Regions from separate parts of the Mus musculus genome. Here regions 1 and 3 are each linked to region 2. The links are chromatin contacts, called in public Hi-C and HiChIP or PLAC-seq maps. All regions are on one chromosome and are shown on one strand. The core of a region is the stretch at or near the end of the contact, and the rest is flanking DNA. Distances in the headings are between cores, read along the strand shown. Region 1 has its middle 180 kb from the start of Gm38767. Region 2 holds the start of Gpr85 (G protein-coupled receptor 85). Region 3 has its middle 110 kb from the start of Gm38767.

What was found. Hi-C and Micro-C count contacts between places; a contact is called where the count stands out from the background. HiChIP or PLAC-seq counts read pairs in DNA pulled down with a chosen protein or histone mark.
Region 1: an H3K27ac HiChIP or PLAC-seq map of the NIH/3T3 cell line shows a contact between it and region 2, with 6 times the contacts expected there. The contact joins the enhancer-like site here to the promoter of Gpr85 in region 2. A contact is called at or near these places in 10 of 39 promoter capture datasets (the 3T3-L1 cell line, 3T3-L1-derived adipocytes, the HPC-7 cell line and 4 more), 2 of 15 datasets of contacts at CTCF or cohesin (the NIH/3T3 cell line and large pre-B cells), 9 of 484 Hi-C or Micro-C datasets (the C10 cell line, cerebellum, cerebral cortex and 5 more), 8 of 115 datasets of contacts at active chromatin or transcription factors (the NIH/3T3 cell line, SST interneurons, bone marrow-derived macrophages and 4 more) and 2 of 9 other capture datasets (liver and pancreatic islet).
Region 3: a Hi-C map of cortical neurons shows a contact between it and region 2. The contact joins the enhancer-like site here to the promoter of Gpr85 in region 2. A contact is called at or near these places in 3 of 39 promoter capture datasets (the 3T3-L1 cell line and hippocampal neurons), 1 of 15 datasets of contacts at CTCF or cohesin (the NIH/3T3 cell line), 1 of 484 Hi-C or Micro-C datasets (cortical neurons) and 3 of 115 datasets of contacts at active chromatin or transcription factors (the NIH/3T3 cell line, bone marrow-derived macrophages and embryonic forebrain).

Annotation. Positions count from the first base shown.
Region 1 is chr6:14,193,976-14,197,098 of GRCm38.p6, reverse strand. No RefSeq gene overlaps it. Among named protein-coding and RNA genes, the nearest start is that of Gm38767, 180 kb to the right of the region's middle. Within about 2 kb of position 1,563, at least 15 of the 459 cell types and tissues checked have an H3K27ac peak or open chromatin away from gene starts, as enhancers often do. A contact at or near this core is called in the NIH/3T3 cell line, where this site is marked.
Region 2 is chr6:13,838,478-13,841,438 of GRCm38.p6, reverse strand. It overlaps Gpr85 (G protein-coupled receptor 85), which reads left to right and starts at 1,497. Exons shown (of 3, transcript NM_001330667.1): 1 at 1,497-1,797; 2 at 2,260-2,879.
Region 3 is chr6:14,128,791-14,131,903 of GRCm38.p6, reverse strand. No RefSeq gene overlaps it. Among named protein-coding and RNA genes, the nearest start is that of Gm38767, 110 kb to the right of the region's middle. Within about 2 kb of position 1,288, at least 13 of the 459 cell types and tissues checked have an H3K27ac peak or open chromatin away from gene starts, as enhancers often do. A contact at or near this core is called in the NIH/3T3 cell line and cortical neurons, where this site is marked.

The DNA.
Region 1 (3,123 bases), core at 314-2,813, 360 kb before region 2:
CAATTCCCAGCAACCACTGGTGGCTCACAATCATCTGTAATGGGATCTGAAGCCTTCTCTGGTGTATCTGAAGACTCATATACATAAAATAAAATGAATTTGTTTTTTTGTTTTTAAAGAACTTCTCCTAGTGGTAGAGTTTACTTATTTAATACCAAAAGATTGCCTGGGAACTCTCTAAGTGGATTACTACATTCACAGTAATACAGAGCTATGGGTCAGTGCAGCCCTCTACAGCAAGTCAAAAATACCCATCAGCAGTAGCTAGAGTACAGAAGTTCTAGGTCACCCACAACATTAATTCTAATTTGAGACAATAAGAAAACATTATGTGCAATAAATCATACACTTCCCAATAAGAGTTAATGATTAAAACAGAAACTGACCACAATTATCTTGGACCTCTTTAAGAGAATATGAGATTGACAGATTTCCTTGTGATGGATAACTCAGTCACTCTACATCGCCTTTTATGACCATTTCATGCCCTTTTGCCCAAATTGAATTATTTTCATTTTTAATTTCTTTACTGGTCTCATGAAATTTGTGTGGCTCAGGGGAAGCAGGAGAAGAAAACTCTGTAGTCAATAAGCTGTGGAGTGGAGTCATCTTTGGAGACTCTAACATTGTACAATATGTGTGGTTCTAGTATCCTCAGAACCATTACCAATGGGCCTGGAAAAATGACTTACTATTCCATCAGCATGCCCCAAGGCATACAAATTATGCAAGCCACCTCCATAATAGTCGACCACAGTAGTGCTATTTGTGGCTTACCACAATGTTCAATAAACTTTCTATCTCCCACTCTGCCTCTGCTCAAATGCTTTACTGTACATTTTAAACTATATAAATGATGATGGCTATCTAAATATGAGTATGAGTTTATAGAAAAGTATAACTTAGAAGTAAACACAGCCCTTGCAGCGTAACTACGAGGGCTTCAGCCCCATCCACTCCATCCTTGTAAAAATAATGGGTATGATGGCATGCAGTTATAATCTCAATGTTATTGGATTTTGGTCAGGAGTTTGCTAGCCAGTCTTCCTAACCAGTGAGACAGATCCCATTGAGGGAACTTCTCTCAAAAAAACAAGGTGGATGGATCCTCTGGAAATGCACAAGAGGTTGACCTCCTTACACACACACAAACACACACACACACACACACACACACACACACACACACACACACACGTCTGTGTACATACTTGTCTTAGTCAGTATTCTATTCTTGTAAAGAGCTATCATAATCAACTCCTGTAAATGAAACAATGGGGTTTTCTTACAGTTTCAAAGATTTAATTCATTATTATCATACTGGGAAACATGGCAGTGTACTGCAGGCAGTCATGATAGCTGAGACCTCTAGATCCAGATTCAAAGGCAGAAGAAAAAAAGAGAAAGAGAGCAACTAAGGCTGGCCTGTGACTTGGAAACCTCAAATGCCATCCATAATGACTTACATCCTCCAACAAGGATGTATCGCCTAATAATGCCAATCTCTGATGACCAAGCATTCCAATCCATGAGCGAATGGGGGCCGTTCTTACTCAAATCCCCACGTTCCATTCCCTATACCCACTGTCTTGTAGTTCTACTACATTCCATTCTCTATACTCACTGTCTTGGAGTCCTAATGCAAAACAGCTTTTAGTACAACGGTAAAAATTCCCAAACTCAATAATAGCAACATTGTTTAAAAGTTCAGCCTCTTCTGAGTCTCATGCCAATCTCTTACCTGTAATCCCTGTAAAAGAAAAAAGGCAGATCAGATACTTCCAACATACAATGGCACAGAATGTACATTACCATTCCTAAATGGAGGTGAGTGAAAAAAAAAAAACTGGATCAAAACAAGACTTAAACCATCAAGACAAACTCCAAATTCTGCTTCTCCACTCCTGATGTCAGATCATCATTACATTATTGTACCAGTGTATAATAATATGTATTATTTGTAATAATACCTTTTCACCTTTGTTGACTGCAACACACTTCTCTTTCTTGGGTTGGTTCCACATCCTATTAGCAGTTTTCTTTGGCAGGTGTCTTATGACTTTGGCATCTATTACATCTTTGAATCTCCAAGGAAACCTAGGCTTCAGCTTCACAGCTTCATACAATGACATCTCTATGCTAGGTCACCACTGATCCAGGTCTGACCTCAGTAGCTTTCCTTAGGCGTAGAGGAAGATTCCATAATTCCCCACACACACTTTTTTTTTTTTTTTTTTTTTGGTACCCTCGACCAAAGCCAAAACTTTGTGGTCAATTATGGAACTTCTGCTGCTTGCTGGAACTGTAACATGGTCCTTCTTGTTCAAATACATTTTCACCAGCTAATAGTCTCTGCTTTTTAAATTCAACATCCTCAAAATGAAAATATAGACCTCTCAGTGTTTCTGTCTTTGATGCAACTATGATTGCATTTTATTTATTTATATATCATGCTTGTTGTTATTGTCACTGACAAACATAACACTTCCAAGATTGAGATCTGTGTCTTTGAGTTTTACTTCTTGGCATACTTTGCTATTAGTGTAAGTGTCCAAAATGAAGACTGTGTGAAAAGCTATACAGATACTTACAGTCTTGTAAGCCACGTGAATCTAACCAAAGCAATAGTAGTATACAGGGGATGTAACAGAGGTCTGGGTAGTTTGAATTTAGAGTATAACTATAGAATGAGGTAGGTAGATAGAAGAAATAAGTGTTACTGTATGTATTAACAAAATGAAGAAGCCTTATGGAAATCTATTAGTTTGTAAGCTAATTAAAAATTGTAACACAGTTTTAAAGGGGTTTTAATATAACTATCCTGCAGGAATAGACAATATTCCTCCCAGATGATGTGAACCATAATGAAAGTCACCATGCCATGGACATTCTTATGAGTTACTAATCAGGGGCACCAAACCAATACAGACTATTCTCACTGCTTATATTACAATCATCACTAGATGGTAAGATAACTCACGATATCACTCATTTTGAATGCAGGATGTACTGGCTAGTTTTGTGTCAACTTGACACAGCTGGAGTTATCACAGAGAAAGGAGCTTCATTTGAGGAAATGCCTCCATGAGATCCAACTGTAAGGCATTTTCTCAATTAGTGATC
Region 2 (2,961 bases), core at 248-2,747:
GAACAAATCTTCAGTAATCGATACACTTTTTTGAGAACTTCTTGTTAATATGAAACCTTGTCCATCCACTAAATATATCTTTAAAACCCCTGTTGTTGAAAGATGCAAAATCTGGCTTTTTCTCCTGTAGCATTAATGAACTAAATTAAAAATTATTTCACTAGTTTTTGAGCACCTTGCAAGCCAAAAAAAATAAAAAAATTGGCATTTTTATCTAATAACTGGGGGGAGGGGGACCTGAAATAAGTGTAACTGTACTCAATTATAAAGGAAAAATTGCTCTAGTATACCTGGAAGTTGGTATAAAAGGCTTCTTCATATACATATCACTTTCTATTATCTTTAAGGAATCAATAAATGCTTCTTTTTTAAGATTTTTATTTTATTATTTTTATTTTGTGTGTGTGAGTTGGGAATTGAATTTATAAATCCTCTGCTCGCTCCGGTTAGCCCCGCTCAACTCTGCTTGCTGGGATTCGGACATTCGGAAGAGCAGTCAGTGCTCTTACTCCCTGAGGCATCTCATCAGCCCCAATATATGCTTCTTAAAGTATAAGATCAGTTAGCCGGGCGTGGTGGCGCACGCCTTTAATCCCAGCACTCGGGAGGCAGAGGCAGGCAGATTTCTGAGTTTGAGGCCAGCCTGGTCTACAAAGTGAGTTCCAGGACAGCCAGGGCTACACAGAGAAACCTTGTCTCAAAAAAAGAAAAGAAAAAAAGATTAAAAAAAAAAAGTATAAGATTAGTTAGCCCTATGCTTTTTGCCAAAATGAATTATTCCTTGTGGTCTGGCAATCTATTTTCACCTTTACATTTACTTTTAAATGTTTTCTTAACCTGAAAAACCTAACAACTTGTCAATGGTGGATATTTAAGTTAACTTACTTGAATCGCTTTTTCTATATAGTTTTTTTTTAATCTTAAAAGTTCAGCAAACAACCATTCTTTGCAAAACGCATTGAGAAGTAGAAAATTTAAGTAGAAAATTAATCTGTAGTTTCATAAAAAACAAATTTGAGATTTTACTTAAAAGTTGTACCCATCATATGGTTTTGAGTTCTTCTGAGTCGTGTTTCACAAAAACCAGGGTGTCTCCCTTGGGTGGAAATATTTTCAAGTTACTTCCAGTATTGTTGTAGGATTGACTCTCCTAAGATGCCTAAGCAAATGTTTTATGGATAACCAAAAGAACAGACACACACACACACACACACACACACACACACACACACATACACACACCCCACAGCTAATCATTATTTTTTTAATTGGCTAAAAAAAATCTCCAATCAAATCAGGGCAATTCAACATTATTTCAGTATTACTAACGTTGGTCTTTGTGTAACGACTGTGACATCATGACAGTGAAGTATTCATTTTTAAGCTTTAAACATTTTACCTCTATGTATCCAATAGAAATACAATATGTAAATTAACCTATATTATCTGTATGCTGATTGGCTTGACTTCCCCTGAATGTCACAATCTCACCACCCAGCGATGAGGTATTTTACTGCTGTCTCGAGATCGAATTATTACTGTAGAGAGATATTTTTTTCTATTTCATTAACAGATTATTATAAAGCAATAAGCTTGCAGGAAGACAAGCAGACGTTTCACCTTGGGAATTAATGAAAGCGTGCCTGCTAGCTTTTAAGGGGTGAAGAGTGGGTAGTTGTTTAAAATCTTACCCCACCCTCGCAAAAACTCTTTGGAAATGGGAGAATCGAGACGTGGATGATTCTTGGGGCGTTCCTAATCACCAGGTGTCAGACTATGTGGTGTTTGTGGACTGGTGTAAGTTTCCGGTATTCATCATATTCCTGGTATTATTATTTTTTAAATGTCTAATAACAAAAAAAGGGAAAGGGGAAACTCATACACTCCACCGCTTTGACATCAGCAACCTATTGGTCATCCCAGCTTGGAAGAGAAAGGAGAGTCTTGTTGCTTGGGGTGGGATGCGAGGAACAGCCATGTAAAATCTTTGTACTCCTGATCCATTAGTCACGTTCGAGAAGGTAGAATGAGTGTAGATCGGTTTTGCACTTGTCGCCTGAACTTAGCCTCTCCTTCCTTAAACGCAGATCTGCGTGCCTTCAAGAACAGATGACCACTGACAAAGACAAGGCTGCCCCAACCCGCTTCCCTTCTTCCCCCACTGGCAAGATTTTTGACTGTGCTTAATTTTTTTTCTTTCCTTTTTTTTTTTTTTTTTTTTTTTTTTTTAATTTTCATTCTTTCTTTTTCTCTCCCCAGCTAGCGTGCCAAATCAAAGATCAGCAGGGGGAAAAATCATTTGAGAAGAATTCTACAAGGCGCATCCAATGCTTAGCAGGACCACCCTGACAGAGAAAGGAAGACGATGTTTGGGGAAGGCGAGGGTTCGGGGCAGCTGGGGCGGAGGCGGCCGTCCGCGGCACGGTGGCTTCGTGCGCTGCCCTAGGGGAAGAGGATGGGCCTGAGGTCCGGGAAGAGCCTTCCCGAGCCCCCCACTGCCAATGCATGCGGGGAGGGAAAAGTTCCGAAGCTGCCTCGAGGGAACAAAAGCCTGATTTGGGGCCGGCTGAACTGGACAGGACTTTGAAGCAAAGCCAGCCTGCTCCGGAGACAGGCAGGGGTTCCTGCTGGCTCGGCGGAGGCCGGAGCAAGCCTCGCCGCCGCCCTCGCCACCGCGCCGCCGCCGCCGCGGCCCCTGCGTTACTGGGGGAGACGGTGCCGCTGCGACAGGGGAGGACGCGGCTGGAGCTGAAGGAGGCTCCAACGCGCAGGCGCCGCCGAGCCCTGCCTGGATGCTCAGTCAAGGCACTCAGGAAAAAAAAATCAGCAATTTATAGAAAGAAGAAGCTATAGTCTGTCGGGATATCCAACACCAACAGGTAGGAGGATATACTCTCGGTTAAGTTTGGGGGAGGGGGTTGCACCGTGCTGATGAAACTGCAGGTTCATCAGGATACAGCC
Region 3 (3,113 bases), core at 39-2,538, 290 kb before region 2:
TGTGATGTGAGGAATCCAAACCTGTAATTTTTACTCTGAGAAAAAAAAATAAGCATACCAGGGGCTTATGGGTCGGGCAGTAAAACCAATCAGCGAGTTCTATTTTCTCACAAAAATCCAGACCCTGTCTCAAAACCAAACTGTACATTGTCAGAGGAAAATACCATCATCAACTTTTGACTTCCTCTGCCTCCTCCTCCTCCTCCTCCTCTTCCTCCTCCTCCTCCTTCTCCCTCCCTCTCTCTCTCTCTCTCTCTCTCTCTCTCTCTCTCTCTCTCTCATGCGCGTGTGTGCATGCAAGCACACATGCACACACATACTGAGATGGGAATCAAAAGATTTAATGAGGTCTTCAAGAATTATAGATGGGAATACACATGGATAAAATAATACCAACAAGTAGATCTCCAGGTCTTTCGTCTACATCCAGCTTCCTGGAACCAACTCTACCATACTTTTCCTATCCTGATTGCTATTTTAATTTATGCATAGTGCTTGTTTCCACTCAGCTCAGTTTCCTCCTACAATGTCTTAAGTATGCCTCACAGAACTAATAACTGTACTTCTGAGCCTTAATATTTGATAACTTGCTGACAGTGAGTTTTTAACTCTGATAAGAACATGAGCAAAATTACATGTGCAGATATATTCCCAAAATTAAAAGCGATGGTGGGGTACATGATAGAAATTATGCATAAAGATGAAATACCCAGAGTAGCCAGGGAACTGGTAAATCTTCAGATGTCTGCAGAAAAAAACCAAATCTCTACAGGTCATAAACATGAAGAATTTTAATTCACCCAAAAGTCTCATACATTTCATTTGTATTCCTTTTGTGTATTCTTTAACAACTACACAAGTGGCTGCCAGTTACTTTAAAACTTAGGATTCTTGAGATTTTAAAGGTTGTGCTCAGCTCCTCAAAAAAACCACACTATTTGTTTGAGAAAACAATGTAGGATGCTTGAGTCATTTAGTTTAAGAGAACATCTTAGTCTTTCCTGGCATTCTGTTTCTTGTGAAAAACTTCAATGTACATGACCTGAATCTTTGAATTAACATTACTCATTACCATAAAATCATAATCTTTTAAAGGCAATTGAGAGTACAATTAACCTTAAAGAAGAGATGGCATCATTTTCTGATTGATTAGCTCAGTTTTCAAGAGCCAGTCACCCAGAACCTGTGTTTCTAATAAAGTAAAAATTTGAAAAAAGGGATCTGATCTATATTTTCTTGGCTCTCTGAATACAAAACAGATTTTGTGGGATGCATGCCTAATGAGTCACCCTTGTTTTTCATGAAAAACATGATTTTCCAGTACTGTCGCATTTTGCTCTTGACTGGTGTATTTGCATAAAGTGAATATGTTACAACTTGGATGTTGTAATTAAGTTGGTTTAATTATGAAAGTCACACCAATGCCTTGGGGATCTCATGAATCTAGAATGTGACAATTATTTCAGGGGTCTTACTTCTGACATTGTCTCTATAGAGTAAAACTTTCTTGGCTGTTTTTGATTATGCTAATATTCTATGATTCTTGGAATAGGTAAATGTTTATCACAAAACAAACAAACAAACAAAAAAATAAGTACAAAGTATTTCTGAGAAACAAAACTCCCATGGAAGAATATAGAGTAGCACAAGAAGGAACAACATGAACTAATTAAATACAAAGTAGGCTTGTTTTTACATCTGAATATAATTCAAATTTTGTTCCTTGCTTTTTATTTAAGTCAGCTTCCAATTAGCAGTCACCAGCAAAGAGCTTGGATATTTTAGTACCATGTGAGTCTACCAGCACTTAAAGGGTAAAAAATAATTACAATCACCATCTCAGTTTTTATCAACATCAGTATGTTCCTAGTAATATTCTATGTGTCCTGTAATGATGAACCTTCATGTTTTTACTTCCTTAAACTTTTTCTGAGTGCATACTGTGTTCTGGACATTGTCCTTGAAACATGGAAATAAAAAGAATCAGGCAAAGTAGCTCCTCCTATCATATATATATATATATATATATATATATATATATATATATATTCTGGTGCATCTGACAGAAAAAAATGCAATAACCTAGAAATGTCTTATCTAAATGCTGTGAAGGAAATAACTGGGCTGCTGTAATAGAACACAATGGTGATCAATAGCACCATGATTCTGTCAGCTGACTAAACTTCACATAGGATTCTTCCTGGCTCTGAGTTCCCATTATTTCCTTTTTCTTTTTCTCAATTTATTACCTTACTGTGTAAATACTTTCTCTCATTTGACATGCAGATCCATGACAGTTTTATGGTTCAGGATTACCTTTCTCAAAGGCTTGTGCAATCCCTTTCAAATGTAACCACTAAGTATAATAGGGCTCTATGTTAAGTTGAGTACTCAACCTCCACCAAGAAATGCAGGTGTCTTATGCAAAAAGTCCCCTTGCTCTCTAATGGCCTCAGGTCCAATTTTACCAGTTCATTCTGTATTTAAACAGAAGAAGAAGAAGAAGAAGAAGAAGAAGAAGAAGAAGAAGAAGAAGAAGAAGAAGAAGAAGAAGAAGAAGTCTCCTTAGCCTGTTTAATTTGTCCATTTTCTCTTTAAGTATGCAGAATGGGAAAGTATATCATCTTATTTTAGACAGAATTAAGGAAAGGTATCTAAGAACTGGCATTATAAATTAATAAAAAAGGGGACTCCATGGCGGGCAGTCTAGAGGAGAAAGTGTGGACTACAGAGGCTAGCAGCTTCTGGGACAGGCGAGAGCCACAGAGCTCCTGAGGCAGCGCCATTTTCGGCTCCAGACAACCGGCCACCTTCCTGGCCAGAGGACAGGTGTCCACCCAGCCTGGGAGGCCTTTGCCTCAGGATCCGCGGAAGCCATCTTAGTTTCAGGACTCTGTGGAAAGTAGTCTACACAGGTGAGAGTGTGGACTACTGAAACAAAGGCTTCTGTGACAGGCCAAAGCAACACAGCTTCTCAGAAAGATCCCGTTTTGGCCTTCATCTTCGGCCAGGAGGAGGTCCAAATGTCAGATAACTGTGCACCTTCCCTGAAAGAGGAGAGCTTGCCTCCAGAGACTGCTCTGACCACTGAAACTCAGAGGAGAGAGCTAGTC